Linked DNA regions of Mus musculus: region 2 is linked to region 1. Evidence: chromatin contacts called from public Hi-C data. All regions are on one chromosome and are shown on one strand. The core of a region is the stretch at or near the end of the contact, and the rest is flanking DNA. Distances in the headings are between cores, read along the strand shown.

Evidence for each region. Hi-C and Micro-C count contacts between places; a contact is called where the count stands out from the background.
Region 2: a Hi-C map of adipose-derived mesenchymal stem cells shows a contact between it and region 1, with 2.2 times the contacts expected there. The contact joins two enhancer-like sites.

What each region holds. Positions count from the first base shown.
Region 1 is chr4:93,549,416-93,555,110 of GRCm38.p6, reverse strand. No RefSeq gene overlaps it. Among named protein-coding and RNA genes, the nearest start is that of Gm23443, 7.0 kb to the right of the region's middle. Within about 2 kb of position 2,145, at least 46 of the 459 cell types and tissues checked have an H3K27ac peak or open chromatin away from gene starts, as enhancers often do. A contact at or near this core is called in adipose-derived mesenchymal stem cells, where this site is marked.
Region 2 is chr4:93,877,849-93,883,909 of GRCm38.p6, reverse strand. No RefSeq gene overlaps it. Among named protein-coding and RNA genes, the nearest start is that of Gm32035, 17 kb to the right of the region's middle. Within about 2 kb of position 2,324, at least 34 of the 459 cell types and tissues checked have an H3K27ac peak or open chromatin away from gene starts, as enhancers often do. A contact at or near this core is called in adipose-derived mesenchymal stem cells, where this site is marked.

The DNA.
Region 1 (5,695 bases), core at 896-3,395:
TTTGCGTAGTCGGTCATCATTGGAAGGAGAGGCCCTTGGTCCTGTTTTATGCCCCAGTATAGGGAAATGTCAGGGCCAGGAGTCAAGAGTGGGTGGGTTGGGGAGTGGTTGGGGGGGGGGCAAGGAGAGAGGATAGGGGCTTTTTGGAGAAGAAACTAGAAAAGTGGATAACATTTGAAATGTAAATAAAGAAAATATCTAATAAAAAATACCAACTGGAAAAAAGTTTCTATTTTAAATGTTTTTTTTTTTTTTTGTCTGTTTAACTCTTTCACTTCGCAAGCTACCCCTCACCCAAATGATTCTCTATCCCTAACACTGCTGCTCTGGTACTTCAGTATGAATTTCTCCCACTTGGAGAAGGAGCAGAGAAGGAATCAACATCAATCTTGGCTCATTATAGTATTAAAAATGTTGAAAAAATTATTTGAGTCCAGGTCACATATTACTGTCCGTGTTTTGTCATGCAATTACAATTCAATTTTATACTTGCAAAAAGACTCTATTTTTGTTTTTGTCATTTAAAGTTTTCAGAAACTACACCAAATCCCCCCAAATTATACACAGGACAGAACTAAATTATGTATTTTAGTGCAGCTTGACAATTATGTTAATGTAATTAGAATTCATGAATATAGTATGCAAATCGAAGTTTCAAGAACTACACCAATAACTGTTCTTAAGACAATGGTTGAGTTCTGAAATTCTTTGGAGGTTTGCTGTGACATTAAGTCTCAGGAAGAATGTCATTGTTCAATGATAAAGTTGTTTTAAATACTGAATTGCCAATACTTCAATAATTTGTACATTTTCTTCTTGAGAGTGACATATTTCATGTAAAGAACAGAAAACATATAACAGTCTATGCAATGGAAAGGTTTAAACAATTTGTATGTGGAAAAGGTTTTTAGTGCTGTATCTTTCATATGAAATGGCCTTCCTTTTGGAACACAAAATCAAACACTGTATGAAAAGCAGCTTTAGCAAATAAATGTTGATTTTGCTCTAATAGACATAGTAACAGAGAAACTAGCATGAAAGGTAAGAGGGACCTGGAATCCTGACGTTCCTTCAGCCTTAAACCATATACCTTTCTTGACTCAATCACTGTGACTCCTCCACTCAAGGTCACCTATTTGACCCTCCAGTGTCTAAATCTTCAGAGACCAAGAACTGAGCAGTGAGGGAAATAAAATATGAACAGAAAGACCCAGATTGTTTCTCTTCATGATCTTTTCTATTTTACAATCACATATGAAACCAAAACCTTTTCATTTCAGAAAAAAAAAAAGACGTAGAGAAAAAAAATAGAAGTTAAAAATAATCATGTTACCATCACATACCCCTTTGATTAGAGTTTGAATTCTGTGAAAATTGTTGTTATTTTTAAGGTATAGTGCACATAATGTGTATATTGTTTTTCTTCTTCTTTTTCAAACAAACAAAAGTGATGTATGGGGCTGGAGAGAGACTGCTCTTCAGGAGGTCCTGAGTTCAATTCCCAGCAACCACATGGTGGCTCAGCCATCTACAATATGATCTGACGCCCTCTTCTGGTGTCTGAAGACAGCTACAGTGTACTCATACACATAAAATAAATAAGTCTTTTTTAAAAAGTGATGTATGATTTCCGATTGTATCAAAAATAATGTTTAATATAAGCAATTACTCATCGATCTCAGTCAGCAGGCATAAGGTCAAAACTGACCAACTGCTTCAGAATATCACATTCCTTCACCGTAGAGACAAAAGCAGCAAGTGAGAAAGCTTCCCACCCTTTATTTATCAAGTTAGAACATTCTCCGAGATATCTTTGTTAAAAAACACCAACAACAAAATACAAAAACAATAAACAATAGAGTAAATGTGCTTCTTCAGTTAGACTAAGACAATTATATCAGAATAGTTAGAACTTTTATTACTTTTGCTCCATTCAATTATGTAATAAAGTTATGGATTTTGCTTTCATATAAATTATTGTCGATTATATTATCTTCTCAACTAAAAACTCTGATTGATGGCATTGGGTAGAGTTTGAATGAGTTGCTCTACATTAGCTTAATTAAATAAATGAGTGTGTTGGCAGAGAGCTGATACTGATTCATTTCTGCCAGAAGAGCTTCGGGTCACATACCTCTGGTGTTGCAATGAGATCATTTGAAGGGTGAGTCACTCACTGGCTAGGAATCTGTATCTTTAACCACTGCCTAACCTTCTGGTGAGAAGAAATGTCCCAAATGAGAACATCTCTGTGGAGCAGGTCCTCTTTGACCCAGCAGTTCTAGAGATTCATGTCTATAGTTCTATGGAATTTTCTACTTAAATTTGTCCTTCATTATACATAGATGACTATCATGGCAAGGTTTCCTTTCTGAGGGAGGAAGCAGAGAGCTTTAAGCTGTGCCAGCAGCATTGGGGACGCAGCTACCAGATGGGGATGTGGGATAGCAGGACTTTCGGGACTTTGCATTTCTTCTTGTGGGTGAGGAGTCTGGATTATGCCTTTGACATCCTGCCCTGTACAGCAAACTGCCTGCTGCCCATTGACTTTGGGTTGGCAATCTGCATGCCAAAGTCCAGCTACTACAAAGCAGGATTTATTGTCATGGCTATCTAAACTAGCCCTTGATTGCTTTTCTATTCCGGTTGGCATCATTACCATCTTGTCAGTCACCTCAGTCATAAAGCTGGTAGTCACAGCTCCCTTCCCCTCACTCTTTATGTTTAATCATCTGTAAACTCTGGCCATTTCCTCCCCTACACAGGCCTCAAGGAAGGGCTCTCTCTAAACCCTGTATTTTGACTTGTCTCATACTTGATTATATTCTTTTAACAAGCTCTTACTTAGTCCCTTTGTTTCCAAACTTTTCCACTTAAATCAGTGGCTTTAAAATGACTTTCTGAGCAAACCTAACTTCTCTTGATAGAAACCTTTAATCCTTTCTGCCATTTGGGCAAATGTTCAGAAATTATGGTCCTTTAACCATCTGCTTGATGTCTCCCTGAGGATGGGAGCGCAAGTACAGGCTGCTGTATTACAGCACTTAGAAGCAGACCCTAGTAGGGGCAAAGCCCAGAGATGTGGACCACAAACAAGCTCTCAGGGTGATTTCTTAGCTTCTACAGATAAAATCATCTTCTTGCCCTGGTACAGTGCATACCTACCTTTCTGACCTACAAAGTGTGAATTGCTCTCAGCTGCCACCTTGGGAGAGACTATCATACTCTTGCCTTTGTATAGTATTTCTTTGAGATTTCCTACCCCCAACCAGCTTCTTGAAGTTCTCATCATCATGGCACTGTCAGGTACCTTGGTCTCCATTTATTTTGACATTCAGATGTGATCTCTGACCAGTAGCTTCCAGCTGCTGGATATTTTTAATGAAATGGGATATCAAGACCTACCCTAGATGCACAGAACAAGGATATCTATAATAACAAGCTAACTGGAATAGGGATTGTGTGCAGGATTTTGCTTGAGAATCCTACTTTGGGAAAACTTACTGATCTCTTCCCTTGGACAACACTTAGTCAATACTCCAAGTGTGCTCTGTGTGTTATAGCAAACACTGGGCTTCTGGTGGGAAGAAAGAAAGGTTTGGGTTTTGTTCATCTCTTTATTTTCAGTTGTTTCCATTGTTTCTGGCACACTGAGTGGCTCAACAAATGTTTGTTTATTTAAACTGGACTGACCTGTAGGTCAAGCTGGAACTGGAAAGCTGCAGCCAGGGTGAAATGTCCTTCTGCACAGATGGGTTGCACTTTCAGTTTTGGATGCTCTTGCTTTTGGCTGGGCTGTTGCAGATTTTGATTCCTCTTTCTAAATTCACAGATGGTCTTGAGCATTTACTCACAGATAGTGGATGGCTGCCCAGTGTGAATTGCTATGGGCCAGACAGCTGGGCTTCCCTGTTGGGTACCAGCCAGGCCCTGCTGATTGAAACTTCCTTCAGGGGACTCAGTACTGTTTCTCTTTCCTGGAAGAGTCTTATTATAGTTCAGGTGTGTGTGTGTGTGTGTGTGTGTGTGTGTGTGTGTGTGTGTGTGTGTGTGTGTGAGAGAGAGAGAGAGAGAGAGAGAGAGAGAGCACCAGGCAGAGAACCAGAGCCACAGAGGCAGACAGAAACAGAAAGATGGAACATTAGAATGTTGCACACCATGTATAAGAATGTCTAGGTGACTGAAGTTGCGTCTTCTGATTTTAGCTCAAAACTGTTCAGCATGAAGACCTGTGACTTCACTTCAATGTTTTACTTTCTATTCCTTCCCTAGAATGCTCACTAAACTATAAAGTATATAAAGGCTCAGCTGTTAATATTTTCACAGCATTATGTCTTCTAATATCTAGCATTAATTTGAAATGAATGAACAACATGGAAAGTAAGAAAATGGGTTATAGACACTTTTCTCATGTATTCATTATATATCGGCTGTATTTAGTTGCAACAAGCTTAGTCTTTTCTCTAAAATTATTCTTTAGAAAAATTATATAATTATAATAAGTGTTTAGTATTACTGTTTATAATGCCTTTACACATGAGATGATTCCTTTCTAAGGATATTAATTGTATCATTGAGTTAACATTTCTTGACATCCTAAAGAAGAATAGCAGATATAATATGGTAGACTACAGACTTGATCTGGTGCCTGAGTATTGGAATGGTGAGGGGTTGAGCGAAGAGAGAGAAAAATAAAGAATATTCTTGGAAACTTAGTATTTAAATGTTTCGGGTTGGGTGAGGACAGAGTAATTTGCCACAGGACTTGCAAGACTTGGTTTTTCTGGGTGTCTTACAGGTGATACTTTTCTCAGTACTGATTTGTGCTCTTAGGACTTTTAAGGTTCTTTAAATTTACAACTGATGGTAGAGTGAACCTATCTGTGTTCAAACACTAATTCTGGCACTTGAAAAATTTTATGTCTCTGGTAAATAACTGATCAATTTTAATATAAATTACATATGATATAAACACCTACCTGGGTTTTTGGAAATTACTGACTTTATATTATTGGCCATCATATATACAGCATTGGCATACACCAAATAGACTTTCATGTTTATTATTTAATTTTGAAACTTTATTTTACTAAGTTGTAAATGTTAATTTTTAAGACTAATGCTATATCAATGTTTTTTTAAATACTACATCAATATGTAGGTGTACTAAAATACCCATTACCTGTTAAAAATCAATTATCTTTTAGTGAAGCTTTCCAGTGTCCCTAACGTGATTTGTCGATCCTACGTCTGTCCTCCAATTCACATTGTGTGACCTTCATTTTAGAATTATATTGAATTCCTTATTGTATGTATAAAGTTTTTCTTTGCTTCTTTGTTGTGCTTAATGTCATAGGTAGCAAAGCCTATGCCCTATGTCCATCTGCTTCCCTACAGTCCTGAAATTCTACATCAAAACTCACAGACACATCGAGTTTTCATACAGATTTTTAAAAACTCAAACAGACTAAAAGCTGTCTCACTTACTACTGCCCGACTACTGCATGACTAGTGAGCTTTGATCTGGGTTCTTCTGTTTCTGTAACTAGGAACTGGAGATGGTAGTAAACCTATCTCTTTCTGTTGTGTGTACATTGAACAAAGCCAAAGATTAAAACATAATGGATGATTTACATATTATCCATTTTTTTAATATTTTTTTCATTTGAGTATTCATACTTTCTTTTTGTGTTTA
Region 2 (6,061 bases), core at 1,075-3,574, 330 kb before region 1:
ATATGGATTCAGGAGGATGAACTTAAGTTATCAAACTTGGTCGCAAGGCAAGTTCTCAAACACACAATTTTAAAATATAGAAAACAATAGTTGAAGATGACATAGCAGAAAGGTATTATATACCTCTATTGAACATAAGAAACTATTAGTATTAACAAAAAAATCAGGGCCAGTTATTGATTTTATTAAAGAACATAGAACATTTGCAATTCATATTAACAGCATTCAGGTTCTAGACACTGCTATTTCAAAACTGTAAAATGTGTCATTAGTTCCATTAGAAAGTGTCTATTCTAGGATTCACTAATTTATGAAGGTCACATTTTTTGAGTATTTATTGAGAACGGTGTCTCTAGGCTGTAAAGAAACAGAAAACATGTCATTCGTTCATCATTGAAGACAAATAGAGGAATTACTTTCTCATTAAGGAAATGTGTGTGTGTGTGTCTCTGTGTGTGTGTGTGTGTAAGGAAGTAGAGGAGAAGTGAACTATTTGGTGGTAAAGTCAAAAGGAATGAGCCAGCATGCTTTTTAGTTGCTGTGCTATTAATCTGTACTGTGCTATTTAATCATTCTAACTGTCTTGAGAGGAAGCTGCAATTTCTTTGAATGTCAAATGAAGTTGAAGCTGTATCTAGCAAAGTGGTAGTGGTAGACTTATTCTACAAAGCCAGCTGTTAGTGCACTGGAATTGTCTTTCAAACTATTACAACTTATTTATATTACTTAGAACAACATTTATTCAACAAAAATTCATGAGCATTTACCAAGTGCTCAGAACCATTCTGAAGCTGCAAATCAAAACACACTAAATAGCCATTCTCATACTGCAATAGGAGAAATGCAATAACAGTAGAGAGATGCTGTGCCAAGTGGTGATAGATAACATGATGCTGAAAAGGAATTAAAGAGCAGAGGGCTTGCTAAGAGTTAGGGGAACAACAGCAAATACCACCAATAGCATAGTGGAGTAAGTCTTCATAAACACACTTTGCATTTCATAGTTGATTCAAAGTATTATTGGCTTACCTCTGACATTTGTAGCTTGGACAATGTCTACTTTCTGCTCTCCATTAGAGTAAGCAATGATGTGGCAAAATCTGCTCATAAAATAAACCTTGTTTGAGCTCTTCCTAGGGCTTCTTGAGTTGTAGTAACAAAACCTTTAGGTAGCAGCTGACAGCATTATGCTAATCATTGGCCCCGGCTCATGCTTGTTTAACACTATAGAGACTTCCATAAAAGCTATGTGTTCCTGATTCCTTCTACGAACAGTGTTGATACTCCAGCCCTTTAGGACAGTCCTCGATCAATTATTAAACATGTCACTGAAACTTCCCATTTTCCTGGAACAGTGTCAAAGAAAGACTCCAAGGTAACTCCCAAGGTAACTTGTCTCAGGGTAGAAATGTGAGTTCACTTTGGACAGGTGTGTCCTTATCTACATGTGGAATCAGAGTGCCCTGGGTTCTGACAGGCTGCCCCATTGTTAGCTTTATCCCACTGTCTCTGCTATTTAACTATAATTTGAGTGTACAAGGATTTAAGCCATATAAGTAACCCATTTCTATTCAAAGAAGACCTATCTGTTCAACAAAATTTAGCACCAAGTATGTACTGTAGTTGGCCCAGGACTCAGTGCTTTTAAGTCTACCAAAAGTAGATAAATTGATTGCCATAATGCGTTTATGGAGATAAAAGCAATACAACCCCAGAGAGTTTTTGGACACACAGATGGCCTTGTAGACAGAATGATACTTATGATAAGAATTTAAAATTTTATACACGTGGGGGAAATTACAACAGAAATTAATTGTGAAACTTGAACTAAGACCTAATGAAAACAAAGCACTTGAGTTAAGGAAGCTATTCCCAATATGGCAAGTGTCATCCAGGAAGACTGGACTTCTATGCACACATAGGACAAAGAATAAATGTCAGCCTGACTAAGTCAGGTAGCTCCGTGTATTGGGAGAAACCAGGTCAGACAGACAGTTGGGACTATTTCATCTAGGTTTGCTCCAGCAGTTAATAGAAACAGCTGTCTACCTTTGAATTTGAGACTCATTCAGAAAAATGGGAACATGAAACCATTCCAGAAAACATTCATCATGACTGGTATCATGCATAGGTCATCCTATCAAAACTACACTCTGATCCATGCAGCCACTATGACCACTATGACATTGAATCTTGTGACAACAGCTTCAACTCCTATGGTCCTAACAGAATTAATTAGCTCATCCCTCCATCCCAATAGACCAGTTATGTGAGGAGTGTCTGTAGGGCCAGAGGCCCTTCTGAGAGAGTTTATGAATCATGGTGCTTTAGGTAGGTGACTCTTGGGTGACTAACACACCCATATTCGGGATTAAGCAGTAGTCTGACTCATAGGTTTAAGGCAAAGGAGACAGACAGAAACTTAAGGCAGGAATGCCAGGATTTCATTCGGCTTTTAGTGGCCTTCTGGGACTAAGGAAGGAATCAGTGCTCTTTAGCAAAAGCAGTTCCTAAGTACTTGTTACAAAACCGGAAAGCCCTGGTAAGGTGGACTTAATTGCTTATTTCACACTTGGAATAAATCAGTCTGGTCTTTCCCCTCCCCCTCTCTGATTTTGGCTCAAATAGGGCCTTTATTGCTGCAGCACTACTTCACCTTCAATGAAGGGAAGCATTAAGGTCACAAGCATACAAACCACACCACATTTTTTGGCAATGATCCTTGTTCTAAAACTTCCTATTCAAAGACCACTTTTCTTCCCTTTCCCCTTCTACTTCTGATGTACTTTTTGTTTCTTTTCTCCAAAACAAACTTGCGTATAAATGAAAAATAATCATCAACCTTACCAGACCCGACCCCAGCCATGGGTCCTGATTCTGGGGTTGAACATTCTCCTTCCTTAAGAGAAGAATGACAGAGTATACTGAGAAATGAGAAAAATGAATTTATTTATAGTTTTTACCAAAAATCAGGATAGAGACATTTTCTACCTTCTTCTGCCTTGCTCACGATACAGTCACATATTACAGAAAAGACAAGCAAAACCAGGGAATATGGATTCAGAGAAGGCAGGGCCCTCAGCTTCTGGGCCCATACTAGCAGCTCATTCTTACTGCCTGCATAGAAGAATTCTGATTTTAGTTCCCCAACAGCTCTTCCATTTTACAGAGATACTAAGCATCTTCTATTCCATTTGTAGTTCCTTTGAGCTTTTTGGGTCACTCTGAAACTTGAGGGAAAGGCACCTTGGAGAAGAGATGGAAAATGAGTTGGTTGCCCTGTGACCCATTCCCTTCCTAGCCTGCAGGTACTTCAGGCTTCTCTAATAAATTTGGCAAGGAAGTAGAGGGAAGGCATATTTGCCCCACCTCCCTGATTCCCTGGAAATCTCTGTCTGAAGCTAGGCTTGTGGCTAGCATGTTATAATAGCATGTTAATAGCATGTTAATAGCATGTTATAGGTGGCTTCAGAAGCCACCAGATAAAAAGCAGATTCTGCATTTCATTGCTTTTTCTAGCAAACCCTCTCCTTTCCTCATTATTCCTCTACATACTTGTGTTAAATTATAAGAACAACACTTGCCTATGTTTTTAATTTGAATGTCATATTAACACATTGAAACCCTGTTTTGGGATCTTAATGAAGCAGATGATTTAAACAAATCATCTCTCCTTCAAAACTCACAAATTCTGCCTCATTGTTCAGGGAATTTTTAAACCATTATCCCTGGACAGTCTACAGGGCTTCATTTCAGTACCAGAGCATCTGTACAAGTGCTTTTGTGTGCTTCTTCCCTTTAATTTATATAATCTCTCTCTCTCTCTCTCTCTCTCTCTCTCTCTCTCTCTCTCTCTCTCTCTCTCTCTCTCTCTGAATGCTAAAATCCAGGATTCTAAAAATACAGATGTTAACAAGACAGTTTGAAGCTAGCCTCTAATATCTATCCCAGGCTTGAGCCGAATCCTGAATCTCTGTGTAAGGAGGAAAAAGAGAAAGTGTAGGATTCCTTTCTCCCTCAGATGGAGGGGTGGGTCCTAATGTTCATTGCTGCTGATGTAGAACTCAGCCTAAATGATATAGGACGTGAGGGGGCGGCAGCCAGTACAAAACAGTGAAATAAATTACCATATATATCATGTTCTGGTGGGTAAGATAGAAGTGATGTGTGTAATGAATCAAAGCTGGAAGCAGCTCTGGCGCGTGGTGATAGTGAGAGAGACAGAGTTCCTGGGCTTAGATTCAGCTTCAGAGGGCTCTGCATGAGCAATGTGTGAGTAAGCAGAAACCACTCACTGTAATGTGACAAGGGAGGACATTTGTGAGGGCACAGGAGACCTTACGTTATTGTAGTGGGGATCTGTTATTTTGCCAGCCCAGCACTCTGATATTCCAGTGGGGATCGTCTCCCCTGATCCAGGCAGCCTTGGCTGTACTCACTTAAGGACCGTCTTTGTCTCTGCTGAGCTGTTGAGAGGCCACATAATCCAGGGCGAACCAGACTTCCTCTCTTCCTGAATGTAAATTGAGCAGAGTGATACTGCCTTGGAAGTATGGTGTACCTAGTGCATCCTGGCAGAGCGTTGAAAAGATGCTCCATGTGTCAGCCTGGCTCCTTCTTGGGCCATGATCGTTCTGGCTTTCTATTATGAAGATTACCATATACATTTAAAAGAGATGTTTTAAAAATGATTTTTATTTTCTCCTTTAGTTGGCTGGGATGAGTTTATTTGGCTCGTATGAGAATATTCCAATTATTGAAAAATTCAGTCCTTGGGCTGAGCATGCTGGTATAGTGGGTAAGCATTCAGTTAGCTTCAAGATTGTCATCATAATTCCCATGCAGTTAGATGGGAAGAGAGACAGAGACAGAGAGATAGAGACAGAGAGACAGAGGGAGGGGAGGGGAGAGGAGAGGAGACGAGAGGAGAGGAGAGGAGAGGAGAGGAGAGGAGAGGAGAGGAGAGGAGAGAGAGACACATGGACACAGAGACAGAGACAGACAGAGAGACAGAGACAGGCAGAGAGAGAATAAAATGGAAGGAGAGGGAGGGGGTTAGGTTAGAATTGAATTGGGATCCTGTTCTAAGGGCTTCAACAAGGGAAGAATGCAAGGCCAACTATGGATCCCACAGCACATTTCAGAAGCTACTTACAGGGAGAATTTGGAGTCTCCTCTGACTCAGCCTCCTCATGTGTCAAGCAGGGGTGACCATTATTTAGTCCTAGAAGTGAGAGTTAGGTCGGATAACACTGGATGGGCCTTGGTACATGGAGGAAACTTATTAAAGGCTGATACTCTTTTCCCTCTTGAGTCCTCTCTGTCTCCCTTGTCTGGTTTTAATAAGGCTAGCAGATTAAACAGTACACTGAAATGAGATACATTTGTTTCAGGGTTTTTCCACAAAGTGACTTTCCACAGAGATGGTAATGGAAGCATCTAGAGGCAGGTATGTGTTTCTCCTTTTGGGAAATTTTCCTTTGCATGAATTATTTTGTTTGCAGCAAGCAGGAGAAAAGCCTTCAGAAATTCACTGACTTATAGATGATGGCATCACAATACGTTCATGGAGTTCATGGGCCAGGCCTGACTGGAGAGTGGGTACAAATTATATCTCATTTACACTGCTCCATCTCATTAACTCTAAAACTCCAGTTGCTAATGAACAATTAATCCCCTACTCATGTTTTCTTCCAGGGCCCGGTGAGAGCTTAGGCATGCTCCCTCCCAGGTATTCCACAAATGAGTACTGCACCCATTGTTGTCCTCGAGTTTCAGGGTCTCCCGTGGACTTTGACATTATTAATTTAACATGCCAAGAGTGTCTGGCTTGTGTGCTCCACAGCAATCTTACTTGCCAGAGTCACCTGCATCTGTCTCTTTATGGACCTTTTTGATGTTCAAGGCCAGTCAGCCTGAACTAAGGATGAGAATATGAATCAACAGAGGTCATGCTGTGACTTGTAATATCCACACACTTCTATACTTATGGATCCTTTATACAATTCTGTCATTCTTATCACTAAATGTATAAGTTATGTGTGTGTGTGTGTGTGTGTGT